4 separate regions of the Mus musculus genome follow, and all the other regions are linked to region 1. A link is a contact called in public promoter capture Hi-C data. All regions are on one chromosome and are shown on one strand. The core of a region is the stretch at or near the end of the contact, and the rest is flanking DNA. Distances in the headings are between cores, read along the strand shown.

Region 1 (3,098 bases), core at 280-2,779:
AGTCAAACAGAAAAGAAAGGAAAAGACAAGAATGGCAGCATACAGTACATAATCTCTTCTTCCCCAGCCACAAAACTCTAAATCCTTTGTCAAGTACCAAAAAAGGTATGGTCTTTTTCTTTCTAGCAAATCACCAACATCTTCAACGTTGGTATTTTTCCAGACATATGTCACTTCTAAATGTTTTCCTAGTGTCTTCTTATGTGACAGTGAAGTACATATCCCAGTCTAGGCAATCTAAAAGCTGCTACATTAGGGAAATATCATTAAATGAAGACAAAGTATATGTTCTAACCAAAAGGAAAAATTCTGCCAGTCAGAGCCACAAAAAAGGATGAAAACTCATGTACAAAAAGTAGGATAATAGTTTTTGTAATTTAGGAAGTCATTTGTTACTAAAGAGGAGTAACTACATAAGGAAGACTACAATCCCTGTATACAACACTCTGAAACATAATTACCTATAATTCAAGGTAGATGGGACTAGGTGGGAAGCCATCACTGATTGAGTCCCTTCATTTCTTAAGTTATGTTGGAATACTTACCTTCCTAATAGAACCACTAGGTGTGTTTAAGTGCTTTGACTTTCGAGAAAACTGGAGGTGAGGGGAGACCGTACTAGATAAATGCAAAGCAACGTTACTGCTTCCCAAACGCGGTCACACAATCAGCTCCTTTCACACCCTTCCTTACTTGCTGGCTTGATTTATATTTCAGCTACAAAACCAAAGTGTTCAAGAGTGCTTCGTGGGAAACTGCTTGCCCATTTCAAGCCGGTATGAACATTCGGGTCCCCGGGGCTGCCCGGGGCTCTACTTTCCCAAGCCTCTCAGTCCCAGGATCAGATCATGACTCCACCTTGCCTGGGGCCTGCTCAAGACCAGTCCTCCAGCCCTAGAAGCAGTCTTCCCCAGTCCAGATGCTCGGTGGAGAAGGCAAGGGCGCACCTCCCTGGGGCAGGTGCGGGCAGGAGCGCCGGCAGGAGCAGCTGTCGGCTCGCAGCAGCTGTTAGCCGGGGTACCCCGAGGCTGTGCGGGCGACCAGCCCCGAGGAGCGGGCAGCGGAAGGCGAACCCTCCGGCCTGACACTGCCCACCCCGCCTCCCGCCTCCTCTCCTCGGCTTCCCCCGCGATGCCACGGGGGCGAAAGCAGGGGGCTGCCCTCGGCCGGGACGCTCCCTGGACTGCCGGGACCCTCGCACGGGAGGAGGCTCCTGCTGACCTCGCACCTGCCCTGTCCCCAGGTCTGACGCCCCCAGCCGGCAGCGGCCGTGGCCGCTGCCGGGCAGCCTGAGTGTGTCCATGCGGCCGGCTCGGGCCGGAGCGGCGGGGACGCGACGGTGGGCGCCGGGCCACGGCAGCTCGGGGCGCTATGGCGGGGACTGGGCGCGGGATGGCCGCGGGCAGGGGAGACACACACCGAGCCACTGGTTACCTGCGGTCCGGGACAGGAGTCTCTCAGAACCCAAGTCAATCCTCAGCCTCAACAACACAAGATGGCCGACACGTCGCCACGCACGTCACGTGACCCCGCGCGCCGCGCCGCCCCCCGCCCCGCCTACATCCCCGCCTCACTCCCTCCCTGCTCTCCAGCTTCCCACGACATCGTTCCCTTCCTCGACGGCCTGCCCCTCCCCTCGGACACGCCCCTCCCTGAGACCCGGATGCAGGGCCGGGCGAGGACGGAGCCTGAGTAGCGCAGGCGCACAGTGGGGCCTTTGGCTGCATCTCCTATGGCCCTAGAGTTGAACTGGTGTCCCTAATTGGAGCCTGGCCAGAGGCCCTATGACTCACCGTCCGATGCACCCAATCCAGTGCCCGGTTGCAGTACAAAAATCTCCACATCATTTATGAGCTGGTTTTCCAAGCTAGAACTTTTCCACAGCATTTGGTCTAGCATTTTCCTGCCAGTTGGTCCATCATGGGGCAAATGGTAAAGCTGAAATTCAAAGCAGTTTCCTTTCTTATAGAACTGGAAATTCATCCTGGAGTACTGGAATGTGACAGCTGGGAAGGTTTTAAAAGTTCCTACACCTAGCCAGGCAGTGGTGGCTCACACCTTTAATCCCAGCACTTGGGAGGCAGAGGCAGATCGATTTCTGAGTTCAAGGTCAGCCTGATCTACAGAGTTCCAGGACAGCCAGGGCTATACAGAGAAACCGTGTCTCGAAAAACTAAAAAAAAGTTACTACACCCTTCCACTACATGTGGACCTACAACCCCCTTATATATACTGCCTTCCCATTTTAGGGTTGCGAGATAACGAATAGTAAACCCGGCAATACAGAATACAGGAAATTAATCTGCTGTCTTTCTGAAACTCATGTTTAGCTGGACATACTATATACTTTGATTTGCTAAACCTGGTACATCTACCATTTCAAGTCACCCGGGTCTTTCTGGGACCATTAGTCTTTTCCTGCCTTTCTACTACCTTTGGTGTTTGGGATCCACTCAGTTTCACACAATCACTGCAAAATATCCTCCAGCATTTATCATAGGTCTTCCCATCAACATAAACTTAAGTTTCAGAACACAGTGGCAGACTCCCAACCTAGTCGTTTGGGAGCCCTGGATTCAACACTTGGAAAAAAAATACACACACACACACACACATACATACATACATATATATATATATATATATATATATATACCAACTTCCTCCTCTGCCTCCCTTCCTGAGTCTTGATTCCCTTTCAAAGAGAGACTGTATAAAAGAGCATTAAATTCAGAGAATGATCATTAATCTTGACTGTGATCATTAATCTTGACTGTCAACATGATGGGATTTGGATTCATCATGGAAACAAATATCTGAGCAAATTTATGAGAGATTATCTAGATTATGTTATTTGATGTGGGGAAACCCGAGAGTAGGTAAAGTGGAAAATACCATTCCATTCCATAAGCTAGAATTCTATAGTGTATAAGACCTAAGTGAAAAAGCTACACAGAAACATTCAAAGGTTCCATCAGTCTCAACTTCCTGACCTTGGAAGCAATGTGACTACTCCCAAGGTGGACCATACTCTTGAATTGTGAACCAAAATAAGGCCTTTGCCTCTTAAGCAAATTCTTTTGGGGTATTTTATTACA
Region 2 (3,098 bases), core at 266-2,765, 1.3 Mb after region 1:
GTTCAAAAGCTTACTACAGTCAAAGGTCAAACGGAAGTGAGTTGAGCGGTGGAAAGCTTTCCTAGCGTTTGTCAGGGCTCCACTTAGGACCTTCTTTTTAATCCCAGTACTTTGCAGCAAAACACGCTGCCTTGGGACGTCTGATCCCATGACGGAGCAGTCTCCGACTAAAAGCGCTCACACCATCTCTACACTTTAGAATAGAGCGTGGAAGGAAAACCTGGCGGAAGCAGCCAGCGATCGGTGGCTACCAGGAATAACTGAGGTCGTCACGGTCTCGGTCCCTCACACCCTTCCGGATACGTCCCTGGCACCTATTCTGTGTTTTTGCCAGGAACTTCGATTGCCTTCCTCCCTTCCACACCGAGCCTCCTGTATAGCTCCCCCTCTCCTAAAGCTCTGAGGACAATCCTACCAGGACAAACTTGTCCTAAAGCTACAGTCACCCCGCCCCCCAGACTCAGTTCTTCCCACGCACACCACCCAAATTTTTGCATCTTCTATCCCAGTTTCCAACTCCTACATTGTTGTTGTTTAGAGCAGTTCAACTCTACTTCTTACCCACTTCCCACCAGTTGTACCCTCAGATACCCCACCCCCGATCTCATGTGCAGTCAGGATCTGGCCAGACAGACTCAATTCCATGTCCAGAGCATGTCCACCTTAGGCTGAGAAGCCTTGTGCTGGGGACCTCCCAGCACCGGGCCTCAGTTTACCTCAACAGAGTTGGGTGGCCTAAACGGGTTCAACCGGTCTAAAGGGACGCCTTCCCCAGTGCCCAGCCTGACCCCACACGCAGCCTCACCTGGTCGTCCCGGCCCCGCAGCTTGCAGGGCTCTGCAGGCCGCCTCCTGGACCGCCAGGCTGGAGGCGGGACAGCCGGGACGAAAGGCTGCTGCTTGCACCGGGCCCCCGACCTGGCGGCCGAACACCGTGCGCAGCAGCGTCTCGAGCAGCTGCAGTTCGGGCGCCCTCGCGTCATCCGCACCCGTGTCGGCCACCAGCACTCCGACCAGCGCGGCGCCCTCACACCTCCGGTCGCGCACGTCCCGCAGCATCTCCCGCAGGCGGCGCCGCGACTCCCGGGAGGTCAGCGATCCGACGCGGCACAGCACGAAAACGAGCGGCGAGCGAATGGCTCGCTCCGCCTTCGCCCCCGGAGCCCCGTGCGACTCGGTGGCCGCCGCGGTGCCCGCGCTCTCGGCCTCTGCGCAGCCCGGCTTGCCCGGCGCGGACTCCGGCGGGAACACGGCACCGGCGAAGTCCCTCAGCAGCGCGCGGCTCTGCTCGCGCTCCCACAGCTCGCCCACCAGCAGCACCTGCCCGCGGCCACCCGCCGCCTCCACCAACGCCTGGAAGGGTGGCTCCGCCGGGCTCGCGGGCCGCGGGGCCAGCGCCTCCAGCTCGCTCTCCATGCTGGCCGCCGCCTCCTGCGCCGAGCTGGGAGCTCCGCCGCTGCCTCGGCCGACACGCCCCCGAGGGCCGAGCCGCCCAGACCCCCTGCGCACTCCTGTCCCGCCGCACTGAATTTATCATTCACTCATTCGTTCATTTAGATACCCAGTAACACACTCAGTAGTTTAGGACTACTAAGCATTTAGGACATCTAGAAAGTACAGGCTCTTGTGGGGGACTGAGGATGAGTGGACATTATTAACCTGACTAATGTACCCTCTTAGGGTAAGATGGTTTTGTTTGTTTATGCGTTTTATTTGTTTTATGTGTATGGATATTTTGCTTAAATGCATCTGCACTAGTACCAGCGTCTGATCTCCTGGATCTGGAGTTGTGAATGTTTATAATCAACTACATGGGTACTGGGAACCCAATCCAGGTCCTCTGCAAAAGCAGTCAGTGCTCTTAATCGGTAAACCATCTCTCAGATTTTTTTTTTCTTTCTTTCTCCTGAGACACGATCTCACCATCCTAGCCTAGAATCTGGAGACCCTTTAGCTTCAGTTTAGGATTACAGTCTGTACCACCATTTCTAACTTCTGGAGCTATTTCGGAGTAGTCCTACAGGGTTTGGCGTCAGGGCCTGCTTTTCCAGTGGTGTAAGCTTTGGAGCCCAGTTGGAGCAGAAGAGTGAGTGAGAACGGGAGAGAGATGGGAAGCATAACATCCTAGCTTCAACTCTGTCGCTGTGATAAAAATACCTTAACACCAAACAGTTTAGGGAAGAGAAGAAAGGGCTTATTTTAGCTCACAGTTCCTGGTTGTAGCCATCACTGCAGGGAAGTCACAGAGGCAGGAGCTTCCAGACAGCTGGCCACAACACACCCACACCCATGAGTGAAGAGATAGGAATATTTTTGTACAATCACACCAATGAAGGGTGTCACACCCTTCAGGCTGGGTCTTCCCTCATCAGTTAAGGTGATCAAGATAATCCTGGCCATTCCCAGACCTGCTCACGGGGCAAGCTGACCTAGACTGTCCCCTTTTGAGACTCTCTCCCCAGGTGATTCTGGGTTGTGTTTCCTTGATAATTAGAATTAACCATCACCCAGGGGACCTCCTCTACCACTTCTCTTCAGCCTCCAATACTTCCTCCAAATGGATCAAGATCATCCTTTCCACAAACACTTGTTGCATTTGGGTACCACCTGATGTCATGTGAGGCTGTTGTTCCCCATGGGCCAGAATCTAGAACAAGTCTAGAGCAACCCGTCCCTTGTGACCCCTTCAGAAAAGCCAGTTACATTATGATGCACAATACTAGCAGAGTGATAGCTATGGAGTAGCAATGAGACTAACTTTTTGGTTGGGAGTCACCACAACTTGAGGCCCTGTATTAAAGGCTTGCAGAGTTAGGAAGGTTGAGAGCCACTGATCTAGAAGTGGACATGGGATGCTGGCGTGCTCTGGTGTTGGTCTATAGGTGTAAGGTGTGTACATGTATATGCATCTATGACTATTTGTCTAAAATCCAGGTCAGAAGCAGGAACATACGTCCTACCAGTTTTGTCCAAAAGAACATTCTGCGAACTGTTTTCCTGCCCTGTTCAAATGCAGTTGCCCTAAGGCACATGTGGCTATTACTGCACACTGGAGTTGATACAAATGCTTTTTACATGCTATTTAACATGAAGTTAAAT
Region 3 (3,098 bases), core at 289-2,788, 1.3 Mb after region 1:
AGCTTAGACAAAGTATTGGGGAAAAAAAAAGAAAAGTCTTGAGGCTCATAGCCTAGGCAAGAGACAAAGGTGGCCTGGACCACATTCCAAATGAGGTGGCTATCTCTGCGTCCACCCTAACAGTATTCTATTAAGCACCCACACAACTATGATCAGTGAAGCCACCACTTTGAAGACCAGTGGTAATGGCGGGGCCTAAGCCTATTCTTACAAGTGGCAAAAAATCTAGTATTTTCCTCCAGAGCTAATTGGAAAAAAGAAAAGAAAATGCTTCTTTTGATGGGAACTAAAATTCATTGCAATCATCTGTCTCTATCAGGACAAAAGTCTAACTTCAAGTCCAAACACTTCTTCACGTGTTTAAAAATAACCAGCACAGAGTGTAGTAGTACACTACACATTTTTAATCCTAGTATTTAGGAAGCAGGGGCAGGAGATCTCTGTGAGTTTGAGGTCAGCTTGGTCTACACAGTGAGTTCGAGGACAGCTAGAGCTACACAGTGAGACCCTCCCCACCGTACAGCATACTGTCTACTGAGAACCCGTTTGTTCAAAATCAAATACTTGTAGAACAAGTACAGAATAGGAATAACAACCAAGCAAGGGTACGCAAGCAGCCAGGGCTGAGAAAGCATCGAGACTGGGAACAGCTATACGCAGTTCAAGTCTGTAGTGGGCTTGAAAAATCTCCATGTAGAAGTTCATCTCCCTCCACACCTTCCCATTTCAAAAGCCATTACAAGTATCTACCATACAAGTGTGCGAAACCTGCTTTGCAGTCCTGAGGATCTAAACACACACAGTAAGGTGGCTCTCCAGTCAATGCTGCCTTCACTGAACGAGGTTCTTAGGTGAATACGGTAGCACCAAAAACCCAGCCACCTCAAACCTAATTTCGGACTTCCAGGAGAAGATATCTCATGCACAAGCCAGAAGCACTTAGTGTAGCAGTTAGGCTGCCAGGCCAGGACCTGCTATAAGATGCTTACGATGACACCGGGGCCCATCCCAAACCGAAACACCTGCGGGGAAGGATTGGGGGGTCACTCGACCAAGAAGCGGACAGAGAATAAAGGTCCAGCGACCGCCTAGGAGCCCGGTCTGGTCCTGGAACGGGGGTGTGGCTGGAGAGGGACGGCCGGGTGGCTACCTGGTCCTATTCCTACGAACCCCAGGGGCCTGCAGTGACCTGGCCAGTTTCCCAGCCCTCGATCCCCGAGGTGGGCCTCGGGCAGAGGGGCCTCGCAGGCCGGCGCTCGACCCGGAGGTGCCCAGTCACCCGCCCTGACTCAGCTAAACGCCGGCGCGGCGGCGGCTCCTCACTGGGGCGCCTGCTCCCGGCAGCACTCACCGGCTGAAGTGATCATGGCTGCGCCCTGCACTCGCCGATCCACTCGTCCACAGTCCTGGCCAAGCCCTGGATCTGTCAGCTCAGGGCCCGCTTGCTCTACCGCACCTCCAGGGTCCCGGGTGCGCTGCTCAGTCAGTCCCCTCCACAGGCCGCCGGCTCGCTTCTAGCCGAGGACCCCGCCCGCCCTAGGGCTGCCCGCATCTCCGCCTGAGGCTTGGCTCAAATTCACCGCCACGCTGTGTCTTTTATGCAGCTTCCGCCTCTCGAGATCATGCAACAAGGTAAAAAAACATGTCGTTGTTTTTTATAACTCTCCGTGAAGTCAGAGATCTGGCCGGCTGCGAACGGACATTCATTTCTAGTTGCAATCAGGCTTCAAAATAGACACCCTTGCAAAGAGAGGCCCACTCATCACCCGCCATTGCTAAGAGAATGAGTGTTAGGGGAGGTATAAGCATTGCTCGCAGCGCCACCTAAGGCTATGGAGGTCTCACTGCAATAATGCCCACCAACCCAAGACTACAGGGAAGTATTTTCTTAGAAAAGCGACTGAGGCAGAAGGATCTTGAATTCGAGGCCAGCCTGGGCTATAAAAGATCTGCTATCAAAGTAGGGGAAGGTGGTGGTGGGATAATGCTGGAAAGGCGACTTGGTCGCTTAAGTGGTTGCCATAAAAGCATGAAGACCTGAAGTTGAGTTAGGATTCCCAGTGGCCGGTGTAAACCCAGTGCTGGGGGAGGTGAAGGCAGGTGGATATCTGGGGCTTGCTGGCCGGCCTGTGTAGCCGGTTGGTGAGCTCCTGGTCTAGTAAGAGACTCTTGTTTCCAAAAAATAAAGTGGCTGGGTGTTGTGGTTCACACCTTAATCACAGCACTCAAGAAGCAGAGGAAAAGGCAGGAAGATCTCTGTGGATTTAAGGCCAGCCTGGCCTACAAGTGGGTTCCAGGACAGCCAGAGCTACAAAGTAAGACCTTGAGGAGTGTGGGGGTAGGGAAGGAAGAGTGGGAGAGCAATTGAGGAAGACACCCAATGTCAACCTCCGGCCTACTTGCGTATATGTGTATATATGTGTATATACATATACATGTGTATATGTTTGACACAAACTTGCCTCCATGCCTGTGTCTTTCGTACAGCCTCATCCAGCGAAGGCCCCCCTCCCCCCAAATATGAACATACACAAAAATAGACTGTCCAGGTGTCAAACATGGTGGTACACCCCTTGGGAGGCAATGGTAGGCAGATCTCTGTGAGTTCCAGGCCAGCCTCATCTCCATAGTGAATTCTAGTGAAGGAGGAGTCAATTGTGAGACCCTGTCTTAAAAAGGCTGGGTTGGTGGCAGTTCGGAGAGTTGCCTTTAGTGGTTAAGCTTCCAGAGAACCCAAGTACAATTCTGAGCACCCACATCGAGTAGCTCACAACTACTTGTAACTCCAGCTCCAGGGGGTTTGATGCTCTCTTTTGGCCTCCACAGGTACCTATACTCATGGGCACATAGACACACACAAATAAGTAATAAATACCTCTTTAAAAATAGAAAGCCTGTCTCTAAAATACAAAAACTTCACAGTACTTTATTATGATAATGAATGAACTAGTCTATCATAAATAAACAATGAGAATGGGGTGGGGGATCCTATACAATAGCCCAGGTGGTCTGCAAGCTTTCTTTGTAGCTGGGAGGTCCTGGAACTTCTGATCAAGGTCTGATTGGGGAATGCGGGGGATTACAGGTGTGCACCACAA
Region 4 (3,098 bases), core at 182-2,681, 1.2 Mb after region 1:
CTTAAAGGTACCCACCCAGAGAGACTTGGGAAAACACCTCTTCTGGCCCATTACTCTCCAGTCGTCTGTGCTGTGGATTCCCAGAGGAACTCCCCACTGGTTGACTTCAATGTCCTCTCACTGATGCTCCTGCATCAGAATCCCCTTCATAACTCAAGGCAAGCATTGTGTGTGGCGTTAAGCCCCAAGATGCCTGTTAGACAGCCTGGTTCAGACAGGCCTGGAGCTGGATGGAAAGGGATTCAGGGAATCCCAGGTCACCATCTCATTAGAAACAGAGTAATGGTTTGAAGAAAGGGGACGGTAGGAACCACACTGACTAAGGCAACGTGTCAGGGTACCAGGAATTCTGAGTTCATGGAGGCTATAAGGATGTACATAAGATGACAGCCAGTTAGTTAGCAGCACTCCTCCATGGCCTTAGCATCCATATCGGCTCACACAACCGGGATCCTGTCCTGCCTCACTTCCTTTGATGAACAAAGATGTGGAATCTTAAGCAAAATAAACCCTTTCTTCCCCTATGCTGTTCCTGGTCATACTACTTCATCACAGCAAGAGAAACCCTAACTAGCACAGTTTCCCATCTCATGGGCAAACTCACAGTCTCTCCAGAGCTAGGATTAAATCTATGCTGATATTTCAGGAGAATGTGCAGGAGTTGGGCCTCTCCTTCCGAAGTGTGGTTCCTGGCGTTCCAAGTCATCAGGCTTGGTCAGCAAGTGTATATCTCTTGTGAGTTCAAAGCAACCCTTGAACCCTCTGTGTTGGATGGATGTCCTGTCTCCTTAGCTCAGTTAACTTAGACCAAACAACCTCTGGGCTAAGGATCTACCTTGTGAAGAAAGAAGTAAACTGTTTGTAGTGTTTTGCATGCGGTGACGATGCCATCTCTCCATCAGCGAGAGATTCAGGCCTACAGCTGGCTGGATAAGGAGAAGATGAATTTGTCCTGCAAATAACATGCTTCCACTTAGATTCAGTGAAGTCTGAGAGTGTCCTGGGCGCTGGGAAGGAAGACTACTAATAAACTATGGGGGCGGGGGAGAAAGAGAGAGAGAAAGAGAGAGAGAGAGAGAGAGAGAGAGAGAGAGAGAGAGAGAGAGAGAGAGAGAGAGAGAGAGAGCGCTAAATGCCCCAGGCCACGAGATCCTGCTGCAGATGCTCAGCGAGAAGGCCCGGGGCCACTCCAAGTCCACCCCACCGCAGCGCAGCGGAGTCGGGGGCTCCTGGGGGGAAGCAATGGGATGCTCAAGCGGCCGCCTCGGGCCCTGGCCAGGAAGGAACCGGGTCCGACAAGGCGAGCCCTCCATGCAATGATCCCAGGGCTGTGTCAAGGGTGCAGTCGCAAGGAGGGCCGCGCTTACCTGCTGCAGGGCTCTGCGCTCACTCCTCCAGACCGCCAGCTCGCCGGCCGTCACCCGGGCAACCGCTACCGCTAGCCGAAGTCACGTGAGGCGACTCGGCCAATCTTGCTGGGCGAAGACGACGTGGAGCATCCTGGGAGGGAGAGTGGGAGGTACCATACGTGGTGAGTACCGGAAGTGAGGCCGTACAGGCGTGTGGCGTGCGGGTGACTTTAGTCTAGACTGCAGACGAACGATAACTCAGATCTGCCTATGTAAGATCCGAGCACCACACTTTCACCTACGACAGAGTCTTCCGGGAAGTATTAGAGACACTTTTGTCTTTCCCGTATGAATTTAGGTTTGTAAAACAAAACAGATTCGGAGGCCAGCGAGATGGCTTAGAGCTAAAGGCGCTTTCCTCCAAGCCGGACGAAGGGAGTTTGATTCCAGGGCCTATTTATTTAGTAAAGGAGCGTGCATTAAATACTACTCAGAATTCTGGCCAGCCCACTGCCCTGCGTGTATTCAGAGCTACTACTCTTTAATCTCTGGTCCAAAGTCAGTGCTTAAGGCCAGAGAAAACCCTTCCCTTCCCCTCGGAGTGCTGAGGCTTTGTGGTAGAAGTCTCTATAGTACCACTTTCCAGGCCTTCAAAACGTGGGAGCTGCGCGGGGCGTGGTGGCGCACACCTTTAATCCCAGCACTTGGGAGGCAGAGGCAGGCGGATTTCTGAGTTCAAGGCCAGCCTGGTCTACAGAGTGAGTTCCAGGACAGCCAGGGCTATACAGAAAAAAAGAGGTGGGAGCCTCCCAAGGCTGTCCAGAGGACTTGAGAAGGGAGGTGCCCTCGCCTTTGAAGAAGGAGGAGGAGGAAGAGGAAAAAGGAGGAGGAGGAGGAAGAAAGAAGAAGCAGCTGCTCTAGGATGGGCAGAGGCCCTGTCTCCTGAGCTCTCTGCTCTGTCAATGCTCTTTGAGTTAGGATGTCTTCTAACTAAGGCTATATTTAGGAAGAGAGTACTATGTCCTATGTCCTGTCCAGGTAATATAGCTTGAAAATAATTTCCCCTAGAAGTATTCTCAGTTAACTGTGTGCCAAGTGTTATCAGATGAAATATAGAACAGCCAATTTTATTTACATTTCGGATAATTTTTATTTGCTGAATACGCCATATTTGTGCCCAGCATCATTCTAAGTGAGTCACATAGGTGCTCTGATTGATTCCTGTGTCTCCAGGATGAATAACAGGCGGGCTCTGTGTTTTATAGGTGAACACTGTTGTGCTTTTCCAGAATTCTGTGCACCTGCAAAACTGCTGCAGTCAACACCCTTGTTTCCCCAAATAACTCATCTTTTGTGTTCTGGGAAGGACCCATAAAACTGTCCACTCTTCCTCATGAATCCCATGCAACTCAATTCCCAGCTAGCAGCTGGTCCTCTTGTTTACCCATGGCAACACCCATTCTGTGTCTCCTAGTTGATTAGTAAAATTTAGAAACAAAACTCACTCCCTGAAACCAGTCAGGAATAAACATTTCTGGGTCTTCTACTTGAGGGTTAAAGCATCCCAACCAAAAATCATCCCACCCTTCCTCTAAGCAGGTCTTAGATGGAGCCATGACTCTCCCTATTGCAATCACTTGGGGTGGCGGCGGGAGTGTGGGGTGTGTGTGTGTGTGTGTGTGTGTGTGTGTGTGTGATCTTCTTAACTGTCCAGGTTGTGTCTTTGACAGAATGGACTACATGATGTAG

Evidence for each region. Promoter capture Hi-C pulls out the DNA fragments that hold promoters and counts their contacts.
Region 2: a promoter capture Hi-C map of pre-B cells shows a contact between it and region 1, with 4 times the contacts expected there. The contact joins the promoter of 2810459M11Rik here to the promoter of Gigyf2 in region 1. A contact is called at or near these places in 2 of 39 promoter capture datasets (hippocampal neurons and pre-B cells).
Region 3: a contact with region 1 is called in a promoter capture Hi-C map of pre-B cells, with 3 times the contacts expected there. The contact joins the promoter of Psmd1 here to the promoter of Gigyf2 in region 1. A contact is called at or near these places in 2 of 39 promoter capture datasets (liver and pre-B cells) and 1 of 9 other capture datasets (liver).
Region 4: a contact with region 1 is called in a promoter capture Hi-C map of pre-B cells, with 9 times the contacts expected there. The contact joins the promoter of Armc9 here to the promoter of Gigyf2 in region 1. A contact is called at or near these places in 4 of 39 promoter capture datasets (hippocampal neurons, liver and pre-B cells).

What each region holds. Positions count from the first base shown.
Region 1 is chr1:87,325,429-87,328,526 of GRCm38.p6, reverse strand. It overlaps Gigyf2 (GRB10 interacting GYF protein 2), which reads right to left and starts at 1,529. Exons shown (of 29, transcript NM_146112.4): 1 at 1,435-1,529.
Region 2 is chr1:86,044,280-86,047,377 of GRCm38.p6, reverse strand. 2810459M11Rik (RIKEN cDNA 2810459M11 gene) reads right to left here and starts at 1,515. Exons shown (of 3, transcript NM_001144993.1): 1 at 806-1,515. The coding sequence starts at 1,415.
Region 3 is chr1:86,063,059-86,066,156 of GRCm38.p6, reverse strand. It overlaps Psmd1 (proteasome (prosome, macropain) 26S subunit, non-ATPase, 1), which reads right to left and starts at 1,538. Exons shown (of 25, transcript NM_027357.2): 1 at 1,352-1,538. The coding sequence starts at 1,367.
Region 4 is chr1:86,153,113-86,156,210 of GRCm38.p6, reverse strand. Armc9 (armadillo repeat containing 9) reads right to left here and starts at 1,431. Exons shown (of 25, transcript NM_030184.2): 1 at 1,368-1,431.